Linked DNA regions of Mus musculus: all the other regions are linked to region 3. The links are chromatin contacts, called in public HiChIP or PLAC-seq maps. All regions are on one chromosome and are shown on one strand. Each heading gives the region's core, a stretch centred on a gene start, on an enhancer-like site or on the middle of the called end of the contact. The rest is flanking DNA. Distances are from core to core; before and after follow the strand shown. Region 1 overlaps Gm36601 (a long non-coding RNA gene). Region 2 overlaps Syt1 (synaptotagmin I). Region 3 holds the start of Pawr (PRKC, apoptosis, WT1, regulator).

What was found. HiChIP or PLAC-seq counts read pairs in DNA pulled down with a chosen protein or histone mark.
Region 1: an H3K27ac HiChIP or PLAC-seq map of trophoblast stem cells shows a contact between it and region 3, with 14 read pairs. The contact joins the enhancer-like site here to the promoter of Pawr in region 3. A contact is called at or near these places in 6 of 115 datasets of contacts at active chromatin or transcription factors (cardiomyocytes, embryonic stem cells, pancreatic cancer cells and 2 more) and 1 of 9 other capture datasets (adipose tissue).
Region 2: an H3K27ac HiChIP or PLAC-seq map of epiblast stem cells shows a contact between it and region 3. The contact joins the enhancer-like site here to the promoter of Pawr in region 3. A contact is called at or near these places in 3 of 39 promoter capture datasets (the 3T3-L1 cell line and liver), 8 of 484 Hi-C or Micro-C datasets (the HL-1 cell line, the N1E-115 cell line, Sertoli cells and 3 more), 12 of 115 datasets of contacts at active chromatin or transcription factors (cardiomyocytes, differentiating embryonic stem cells, embryonic stem cells and 6 more) and 1 of 9 other capture datasets (pancreatic islet).

What each region holds. Positions count from the first base shown.
Region 1 is chr10:108,493,947-108,497,320 of GRCm38.p6, reverse strand. All of the region lies in intron 1 of Gm36601 (a long non-coding RNA gene), which reads right to left. Among named protein-coding and RNA genes, the nearest start is that of Gm36601, 40 kb to the right of the region's middle. Within about 2 kb of position 1,535, at least 9 of the 459 cell types and tissues checked have an H3K27ac peak or open chromatin away from gene starts, as enhancers often do. A contact at or near this core is called in trophoblast stem cells, where this site is marked.
Region 2 is chr10:108,529,722-108,533,166 of GRCm38.p6, reverse strand. All of the region lies in intron 9 of Syt1 (synaptotagmin I), which reads left to right. Among named protein-coding and RNA genes, the nearest start is that of Gm36601, 76 kb to the right of the region's middle. Within about 2 kb of position 1,841, at least 48 of the 459 cell types and tissues checked have an H3K27ac peak or open chromatin away from gene starts, as enhancers often do. A contact at or near this core is called in the HL-1 cell line, epiblast stem cells, extraembryonic endoderm stem cells and 3 more, where this site is marked.
Region 3 is chr10:108,330,572-108,333,801 of GRCm38.p6, reverse strand. It overlaps Pawr (PRKC, apoptosis, WT1, regulator), which reads right to left and starts at 1,613. Exons shown (of 7, transcript NM_054056.2): 1 at 1,554-1,613; 2 at 491-1,114. The coding sequence starts at 985. It overlaps Gm40755, which reads left to right and starts at 799. Exons shown (of 2, transcript XM_017314170.2): 1 at 799-3,230. The coding sequence starts at 1,069. The coding sequence ends at 2,025.

The sequences.
Region 1 (3,374 bases), core at 286-2,785, 160 kb before region 3:
TCAAATTGTTTTAAGTGTATCTTTAGGGGATAGACAGGATAGTAAAGCCCATGGCTGCTAAGAGGATTTGAAGCAACTGAATGGCTTTCCTACCTTCATTTAACATCAGTGTGGTGCCTCCATGTACCATTCTGAGGCTGATAGATACTGCGCTGTGATACGCATGCTCAGAAGGAAGCACCCTGGAGGCTGTGTGGCTAGCTCAGCGTATAAAGTGCTCATCATGGAAGCATAGAGCCAACAAGATAGAGCAATGGGAAAAGGAACTTGCCATAAAGACTGACTAGAACCCTAGAACCCATGTAAAGAAAAGAGCCAGCACCATGTAGGTGCCCTCTGACTTATACATGAGTGCATACACATACACACACACATGCATACATATACATACACACACACACATACACACCATATCAATAAATACACAAATATATTGGCTTTTCAATACATTGTCCTGGCTATCCTGGAACTCACTCTGTAGATCATGTTGGCCTCAAACTCACAGAGAGATCCGCCTGCCTCCACCCCCTGAGTGCTGGGATTAAAGGCATAGGCTACCACCACTTGGATAAAAATGTTAATGAAAAGCAAAAAGCATAAGAACCTAGCTCCATCTCAGAACCCATGTAAAAAACAGCTTTAGTGGCAGGGTTTTATAATCCTATAGAGAAGGGGAGACAAAGGCAGACAGGTCCCTGGAGCTCTCTGGCCAGCAAAGCTAGTCTAATTGGCTAGCCCAAGGCCAGTAAGAGTCTGTCTCCAAAACCAAGGTGGGTGGACAGACCAGAGGAACGCTACTCAAGATTGACCTCTGGCCTTATCACAAATACACAAAAGTAAGCACTTTTGACCCAAGAACTTTCACTTGACCAATGACAGTATATAACTGTGTATGTTTATCTTGGTCTCCTCTTGGTACAGACAGACTACCCTGCAGCTTCTTGGGTGTTGGCTGCTGAGAGTATGCCCTTTCTGCTACTGACAGCTGCCCTAACTAGGTTCAAGGAGCAGTCCACATGGCTGATTCAGGAACTCTATCTCAGCTCCACGGCCCAGAGCAACCGTTCAGCAATGTGACCACATTCCAAGGCTGATTCAGGAACTCAGCTCCACAGCCTGGAGCGAAGGTCCAGGGATATGTCCACCTTCCGAAGCTGATTGAGGAAGTCCACAGCCAATGGTGATGGTGGAGAAAGCTTTTGCAACCGTTCTGTAGTTCAACATCTCCCTCTACCCAGTTGTCTTTACCCATTTGCAGGTGTGGCTCCTACAAGCTCTCCTCAGTAAAAACCCTTTTTCTCTAAGCTCCAGCCAGGGGATTCATCCAATAGGATCCTTGATGGGGGAGATCACAGGAAGTTTCCTAGAGAATCTAAGATAACAAATCCTGAAGGATCTGGCAAGAGTCACCTAAACCAGAGCATGGGCTTCTGTCAAATTGACGTAGTTTGACAAATTCCACCGTGATAAAAGTCTCTGATAGCCAGCTACATCATACTTCCTGTAACCAGCCCCATTAGTCACTCCAAATGAGGAGAGGGACCAAGCCTGAATTGCTTAAACAGCCTAGGGAAAGAGCATGTAATTACTGAGCGCTTCGAGGCAGCAGTTAGCAAAAGCTTCTAAATTTAAATTGGGAAAAGAAACTCAAGGAAGGCCAGGTTAGAAACAAGACGCCATCAACATGGTGGGTACAGCTGGCTATCACTGAAGAGGATTGTGTTTCATGAGAAACTCTCAAAATTAGATCCGAAACTATAGAACAAAAATTTCTTAATAAATTACCAACTGCAACAAACAACCACCCATGCTTGTCCAAAGGGTTCCTGGGTCTAAAGCAGACACAGGACGCTTCAAAAAATACTAGCCAGAAAACAAAACCACTTCAGATGTTTCAAACAGACATTTAATTCAGGCAACCCATCATATGGGAAATCCTGAGAAAACAAACAGATAGGCACCCCAGAGATTACAAGGTACCATCTTTAAGGTAAAAGGAAAGAAGATTTCATGTTGATGGCGCCAGGCCTGTCGAGGGTCTAGAACCTTGAATAAGGTGGTCTGTGCGCTCCTTGACACTACCTCAAAGGCTGGTTCAGAGTAGGGCAGGTATCAAAAAAGGGCCTCCATGGGAGACTCTGGGAAGGCCAGATGGCCGTTATCAGTGGCTGCTTTAGGACCCAGGAAAGAATTCTGCCTCCTCCCCTCCTATCTCGACCTCAGCCAGTGCTGCCCATTGGCAGAAACTCATTCCCAGTTGGCAAGGGATTCTGGGAAAAAACAACCTTCAAAAGCTAAGGCCCAAGCACACTGTAGAGCACAGGGTGAAATGAATGAGAACAGACACCTTGGGCCAGCTGTAAACACGTTACATGAAGTTTATCCCTTCTTAAGATGCTCTGGGTGTTCCCTGACAATACTCCATCTGACAAGGTGGATACACAGTAATTACATCCTCGCTCCATCACGCCAAGACCTTATTTCTCCGGATTCCATCCATGATTGTAGGCCTGATCTCCCTGAAGCACATCTCTGGTACCTATACCCGGATGTTTTGATTTTTTTTTTTTTTAACAACTGACAAGTTCCAAACAAATTCTTAGATATTCAACAGTCATCCATTCACTGTCAACAGTTAACCAAGTGTTTACAAGAACCAAAATCAGGAAAATGACAATGAAAAATACCATGGTACTACATGTACTAAAGAAATTTCCAAAGCACAACCAGTAAGTAATAATTATTTGGAACATGCCATAGGACAAAACCAATAGTAAAACAAAAACAAAAAACAAAAACCTGCTGCTCTGAGCCTGCTGATGACGTCTACAATCTGGACATAGCTACACATTACCTGCTTCATCTCTCTTGACTTCCTCATACCTCACCTACACAGATGTGGGCTCATCTCCTTAGTCCCCACATTCACCGAAAGAGAGTAGCCTTCTGCCAGCCAAGCCTTTCTCCTGTGCAAAATGTGATTGTATCTCCCAGGTCTCCTGCAGGATAAGAAGCATTCTCCAGAGAATAAGGAAACGGGAGACTTGCTTCCTTTTCCACTGACCCCTCTGTCTCTCCCACTTCCTGTGGCTGGGGCAAGTGTAGCCCTGTCTAGATGCTCTTGGTAAAAATGATTTGAATGACAAATGGAAAAATAAAATCCAGTTAAAGCTGGCTTAAAGAATCCAGAATGGAAACAAGAGGAAGGGGGAACAGAGAGGGAGATGGAGAGTGGGAGGACGGGGAGAAGGAAAGGGAGGCAGGAAGAGGGTGGAAGATGGAGGGGAAAGGGGGAGGGAGAGAAAAAGGGAGAAAGATGGAGGAGAAGGAGAGAGAGAGAAAGAGGGAGCCTGACTCTTGGTTCACTTAACTAG
Region 2 (3,445 bases), core at 592-3,091, 200 kb before region 3:
TCCGCCCAATGAGCACTGTGACACTTTATAAAGTCTTTGCCAATTCGGTAGACCAAAGTCCGAATCTCATTTCCCGTATGTCTTTGATCACGGTTGGTGTCAAGCATCCCCCCCACCTTTGCATTTAACCGCTTTTGTTGTTATAAAAAGATGTAATAAGAGAGAAAGAGTGTACAGAGGCTCAAACTTGGAAATATTAGCTCAAGCCTGAAAGAGACACATCTCTGGTTCTCTAGATAAGCTGCGAATGTGAACACATGAATGGCAGCATAAAAGAGAGGCATCCCTTGCCTTCAGGAGGCAGCCAAGAAGTGTGCCACTTGGCCACTGCATAAAGAACCACTCTACCTTTTACTCCATTGTCTATGAAGCCACCACAATCTTGGCATATGCTGCTGAGCTTGAAGGACACTGGTTTGTGCATGATTTATAGAGGTTCTCCCACCGCAGTTAGCTCCCTGGAGACGACTGTCAAATTCTCATTTCATCAGAAGAGCAGGTAAAAAATATTCCAATAGGCCTGACTTTAATTCACTTAATGAGTAAACCAGCAGCTCTGTCAGCTCAACTGCCTTTCACGCCTAATAGGATATTTCCCCTCCGATGTATAAGAGCTGAAAACAACTCTGTGCCTTTAACTATCTGGGGATGTGTCATGTTTCACTACATTTGAAACCAAGGTGACGTACATGAAGTAGCCAGATCACAACATGCCAGTCAAGTATCGTCTCCCAACGCTTGCTAGGTAAAGAATTTCAAGTACCTCGGCTCACGCGCTCTGTAAATGAGACTCATCTATTTCCCTGCTTCTAAATAAAATATTCTGCAGGCGCTATTTCTTTGCAGCTTCTTTGATTCATTTCTTGAACCCAAGAGCTAAGTAGTAAATCGAGATGTAATCGAGATAGATAGTTTGAGTACTTTAAGATAAGTCCCAGTTAGACAATAAGGGCAAAAATGTAGGTAATGGCAGAAAAAAAGAAAAAAAAAAAAAAAAAACCTGGCACACATACAAAACTAGGAAAAGCAAAAGAAACATCATCTCGTACTTGAAAATACAAAAGTTAAAATATTGACGCACACTGACCTGTTTCTCTGTAAATCAAATAATTCTTTTTCCATATACATAATAAAGCAAATATGCATTTTTTTTTGTTTGTTTCTAACGTAGGCTGGGATGTTTACACTGAGTCATAGTAGGCCCCACTGAAAATTTAGTAGGCAAGAGCACAGAATAATCCCATAGGTTTCTGAGACATCTATGGCATCTGCCCCACCTCCAAATGTCCTGCTGGAATCTACTTTACTTCTCTATGGGAGAAGCTACTTGGAGTCAAACACCATTAAATCAACATGCAAAGGAGGGAGAAACCGAATGTGGCTAATTGCATCTTGAGCCACGGTTGGTACAAATAGTTGTGGTAGGAGAATGGCTGAGCATGCCAGGGACACAAGTAATTTAGAGCAGGAGGAGTACAACTGTGTATGAGGACGAGGCAGCAGATGGAAGGGAGAGAGTGTGTGTGTGTGTGAGTGTGTGTGTGTGTGTGTGTGTGTGTGTGTGTGTGTGTGTGTATGTGTGTGTGTGTGTGTGTGTGTACACGTGTGTGTATGTGAAGGGGGTGTGCACACACGTGTGAACACTGGCAGGGTGAGAATGCACATGGATCCTTATTTGTCTCACTATTTAAAGTTGGGGCTTTGTCTTGAAGCCTGGATCTCCCAGGAGAGTCCTGCTGTTTCTCTGGAATGTCGGGATCTAGCAATTGTCCCTCCTCCTCCTCCTTTAGTGCGGAGGAAGTCCTACACCCATAATCTCCCCTTAGGAGATTAAAACATCATGCCTATCAGCAGATCTCCAGGGTAACAGAGGGAGTGCTGAGATAAGGCCAGGTAGAATGTTAGCTAACCATGAAAGGAATGCAAGACACAAGCGTAGACACAGGGCAGAGCCACAGCAAAGGTAAGCTATCCAGTATGGAAGAATGGAAAGGAGGCAGAGAGCCCTGGGGACTTCACGAATCATAGAGACTTCTGAAAGAAGGTTGTCCCTGCCATCCCAAAGGCATAAACTTCAGAATCCACAAAGTTAAGTACTGTGTCCCCTAGCAAGGACACAGTGGTGGGCCACATAGGCAAACATCTGGCCTCATCAATGACTACAGGGCCATTTTTTTTTCCGGTTCTTATTTAGGGTACCAACAGACTAGGATAATTGCCCCCTCTAAAGGCTTTTCACTTTGTTTCTGTATTTATATACAATCATTCACTTATTTATTTCAAATTCACTTTTACTTTCTAACAATAATATGTGTTCTTAGAAAAGGAGTAACAGGCTTGCCAAGGCTTTCCACATCCATAGCCAGCCCTATTATCAGAGATAATTACTGCTACACTGTCTCATGTATGTCCTTTCAGAAATTATGTATATGTATACATATGTATGTATATATGTTGTACACACACACATATACCCTATGGGAATATTCTGTGCTCTTGCCTACTAAATTTTTAGTGGGGCCTACTAAATTTTTAGTGGGGCCTACTATAATTCACTGTAAACACCTCAGCCTACATTAGAAACAAAAATGCATATACATCTTCCTTATGTGTATGGAAAAGAAATCGAATATATGTTTTATATACATATATATTACATATAGTATGTATAAATATTATCATACTCTTTTACTTGTTTCATGAATCTGTGTTCGAGTGATGTCTCTCTGATGTTGATGTGTGATGGTGCTAACATGGAGATGTTGCAAGGCAAAATTTTATTTTTACGGCAGGGCCAGATTTATATTCTCCCTTGGCAGGAAAATGAAGTGGCCCAAACCAGAAAGAAAAAGAACTTCTTATAGCAAACAAGCTAGTGACTTAAAAAAAGAAATGGAACTTTTCAGTTATTTTTATGATCTTGGGAAAGGTACATCTTATGGGCCTATGGTCAGACATTTAACATACCTTGAAACTATTTATGGTCAGTCAATTCTCAGAACAATGGAAACAATTTACAATGTGTAATTCACAAGACTATTAAGGAAGAACAAATCGAAAAAGAAACCAAGGTGACCTCTAGCTAAGGACATGATCAAAGTTTAACCTTGTTTAACTAAAGAGGAAAATGAAGTCAGCTGTCCCATAACAGCAAGAGGGATGGACTAAGGGCAGTTTGGTTGGAGGAACTTTGAGGTGCTGTTGGAAGGTACTTTTATAAAATAAAGTAACAGGCCGGGTAGTCCCACATGTCTTTGATCCCAGCATTCAGGAGACAGGCAGATCTCTGTGAGTTCAAGTCTAGGGTGAGGCACAGAGAGAGTGCCAGACACGAGAGAGCCACAGAGAAACCCAGACTTGAAAAACACAAACAAAATAACAAGTCAAGTGAAAATAATAAGATAAAACTGTCCACATCGGCGAAAAGAGGATGCTGGGCTGTACA
Region 3 (3,230 bases), core at 364-2,863:
TGCTAGGGAAGTGGAGATAAAACAACCTGATAGCCCGAGATGGACACGTGGGAAATCAGAAGACGTCATCACCTCCACGAATCGATTTCCCTAACACTTGATCTCTCTCTCTCTCTCTCTCTCTCTCTCTCTCTCTCTCTCTCTCTCTCTCTCACACACACACACACACACACACACACACACACACACACAGACTCAGAGACAGACAGACAGACAGACAGACAGACAGAAGTCTAGGCTGCCAAATCCTGGGGAATACCAACTGTCTATCATTCTAAAGCAATAATCCGGTTCCAGGGGCGGAAAAAAGAGCACGTGTCCAACTTTTCTGGGTCGGGGTAACTTCCCAGCAATCATTTACTCCAAGTAAAACTCCATCCCCGCTGCAGAGAGTGGAAGGGAACTCCGGGCCCCGGACCGAGGGAGCTCCCTGGTGGAAGACTCGGGAGGCGGCCCCGAGCCCCGCACCGGCCCGCCCCGCCCGGCTCACCTCCGCCGCGGGGATGTTGACCACGCCGGTGGAGCGGCGCTTCTCCCGCAGCTTCCTCTTCTCGATCTGCCCCTTGCCTTTCCTGGCGCTGGGTCCCGAGCTGCGGCCCTTCTCCCGGGCGCTATCCGGCTCCTCCTCATCGCCCCGGGACCCAGGCGCTCCCGAGGCCGCAGCGGCGCTAGGGCACTCGTCCTCCGCCCGCCGGGAGCCGGGAGCCGCGCGGGGCAGCGTGGACGAGCCGTGAGCGCAGTTCAGGGCGCCGGGCGCGGGGGCGGCAGGTGCGGCCGCGCCCGCGGGGCCGTGGTTGAGCTCCGAGGTTCCCGCGACCGCGGTCGGGGTCAGCGATCCCGCGGGGGACTTGGCGGCTGGATCCCCGCCGCTCGACCCCGGGCCCGCGGGGTTCTGCTTGGCGCGCATCTTCTCGCGCTTCGCCTTCCACTCCTCCAGGAAGTCCGTGGTGGTGCTGCCGCCGCTCCGGTAGCCGCCGGTCGCCATGTTCCCAGAGGGGCCGGCGGGGGCGCCCCTCACGCCGCGACTCCTGTCTCCCGCCGGCGCCGCCGCCTGCCCGGGAAGCGAGAATGCGCTGGGGACTGCGCGGGGTGAGCGCGCTGCCGGACCGACGCTCTGCAAGGAAGCACACGGGGCGGGGGAGGGGGCGCGGCGTCAGGTCCCGGGGTGGCCGCGAGACAGCGATCGCCGCGCCCTCGGCGTGGCCGCGCGTCCCAGCCGCCAAGTTCGCAGGACGTACCTCTGCGGTGCACCCCGAGAAATCCGACCCCGGGGAAGGAAGAGAGAGGAAGAGATGGGCCCCACCCTCGCCGCCCTCCCCGTCGCACCCAGGTCCCCGACCCCGCACCGGGACACCCGCGCCGCTGCCACCTGTGTGCACAGCTCCCCGGGACTCCCATTCCGCTCGCGCGGGCCTGAGCTCCGCGCCGCAGACGCCTCCATTCCGAGACGGGACGCGGAGAGCCACCAGCCGGCTGGAACCGGGGGGGACGTGTCCAGCGGAGAGGAGACCCGTGCGCGAGTCCCGTGCGGGTGGCCCGGAAGAGCCCCTTACCTCCGAGAAGTTTTTAGGTGGGACAAGGAGCGTGGCGGGGATGAGGGTTGTCCAGGTGAGCCGGAGCGTCCGGGACGCGCACGACCAGCCCCGGCAAACTCGCCGGCCTGAGCTGGGGGCAGTCCCTGGCTGGAGGGAGGGAGCGAGCGAGGGGCGGAGGGGGGCGGGAACCGAGCGGGGCCGAAGCGGGGCGGAAAGGGCCGAGTCCCTGCGGCCCGAAAGGGGGCGGAGAAGTACCGCCGAAGCCCCGCCCTCCGCGCTCAGGTGCGCGGCGCCCCGCCCCTCCCGCCGCCCTGACTCCTCCCTCCCGGGAATCGCACTCAGAGCGGACACCTCCTACCCAGGCTCGCAACTTCACTGCGGGCTGCCTTCCAGCTCCGCAGATTCTAGGGCGGGATCGGCCGATCCACGCCCCTCTCTCTCCTCACTCCTCTTCCCCGCCCCTCGGGTCTCCCACCACTCTTCCTTTTAAGTACAAGACCGTATTATTCTAGGGAAAGTTGTGACTTGCCGGAGGAAAAGTGCTACCAGCTAGGGGATGATTCAGGACCTGGCTCGCCAGGGTGGGGAAATACCCACATGGTCCCTTTCCCTCGCCGCCCTTCCCTCCCTCTTTCTAGACGCCAGGGGGGTGGCAGGTAGGAGACTGAGAAACCCAGCAAGCCCCTTCAAAAGCAGCGAGTGTCGTGATTTAAAAAAAAAAAAAAAGTTAGCTAAAAGGAGATGCTAAAATGATCGATGAATTATCAAGAGTTTTTTATTCTTTCAAGATCTTGTTGGCAACCCATGCGGTCTTCACGCTGTCTCTACACCGCTTATAGGCAGATTTAGCAGCAAATCTCCCCACCATCGACCTAAAGCTGGAGAGTCTCTGACTTTCCATCTTTTCTATGCCCAGGCATGAGTCAGTCCATCCTCACCTGCGATCAGAGCTAAGGGGACTTATCTCTCACATCTGTGCAATGTCAGAGTGCATCATTTTCAGGAGCTATGAAACCGTGTTTCCCAAACAGTAAGAGTCCGGAGGCACATAGGCTGACCGAACGATTCATCGTCGTTTTGCTCAGGTGACACAATGTAGGTAAGGAGGCAGCAGGTAACACGCCACAGCAATGGGCACAGGCTATAGTGACTCACAGTCTTGCATTTCTCAGAAGCAATTCTGGTCTTTGGTCTGCCTGTTGGGCTGGACATACGATTAACTTGGAGAAGGCTTAGAAAGTTGCTTGGTAAAAGGCCTCTCCCCGCACCCCACCCAAGAAGGATTAAAAAAAAAAAACAAAACAAAAAAACCAGGCTGACTGCGAGCCTAGCTGGTACCAACTTAGGTGTGCTGTGTTGGTTTCTCGGGCTTGTTTTCTGAGGCAAGCTGGAGCCTGGCTATATAGGTTCACATTCCTGAGTTAGTTACCTGAGAATGCTCACTTGGAAGGATTAAACACAGCGCTGGAAAGAGGACAGGCTCAGCCTGGATACGCATATGTAAATTACCACAGGGATCTTTAATGTATGTTTAAATTCTCTGAATTCAGTCGCTTTCTTTACTATGAAATACAGTACCTCGTTTTTAAAAGCTGTTTTAAGAGTCGACTCTGATTGTGGTGTGCTTGATTCAAGGACTACTTCTGATAATAAGATTTCAAACAATCATAGGTTTCTGTCTGGGAAGTGGAAGAA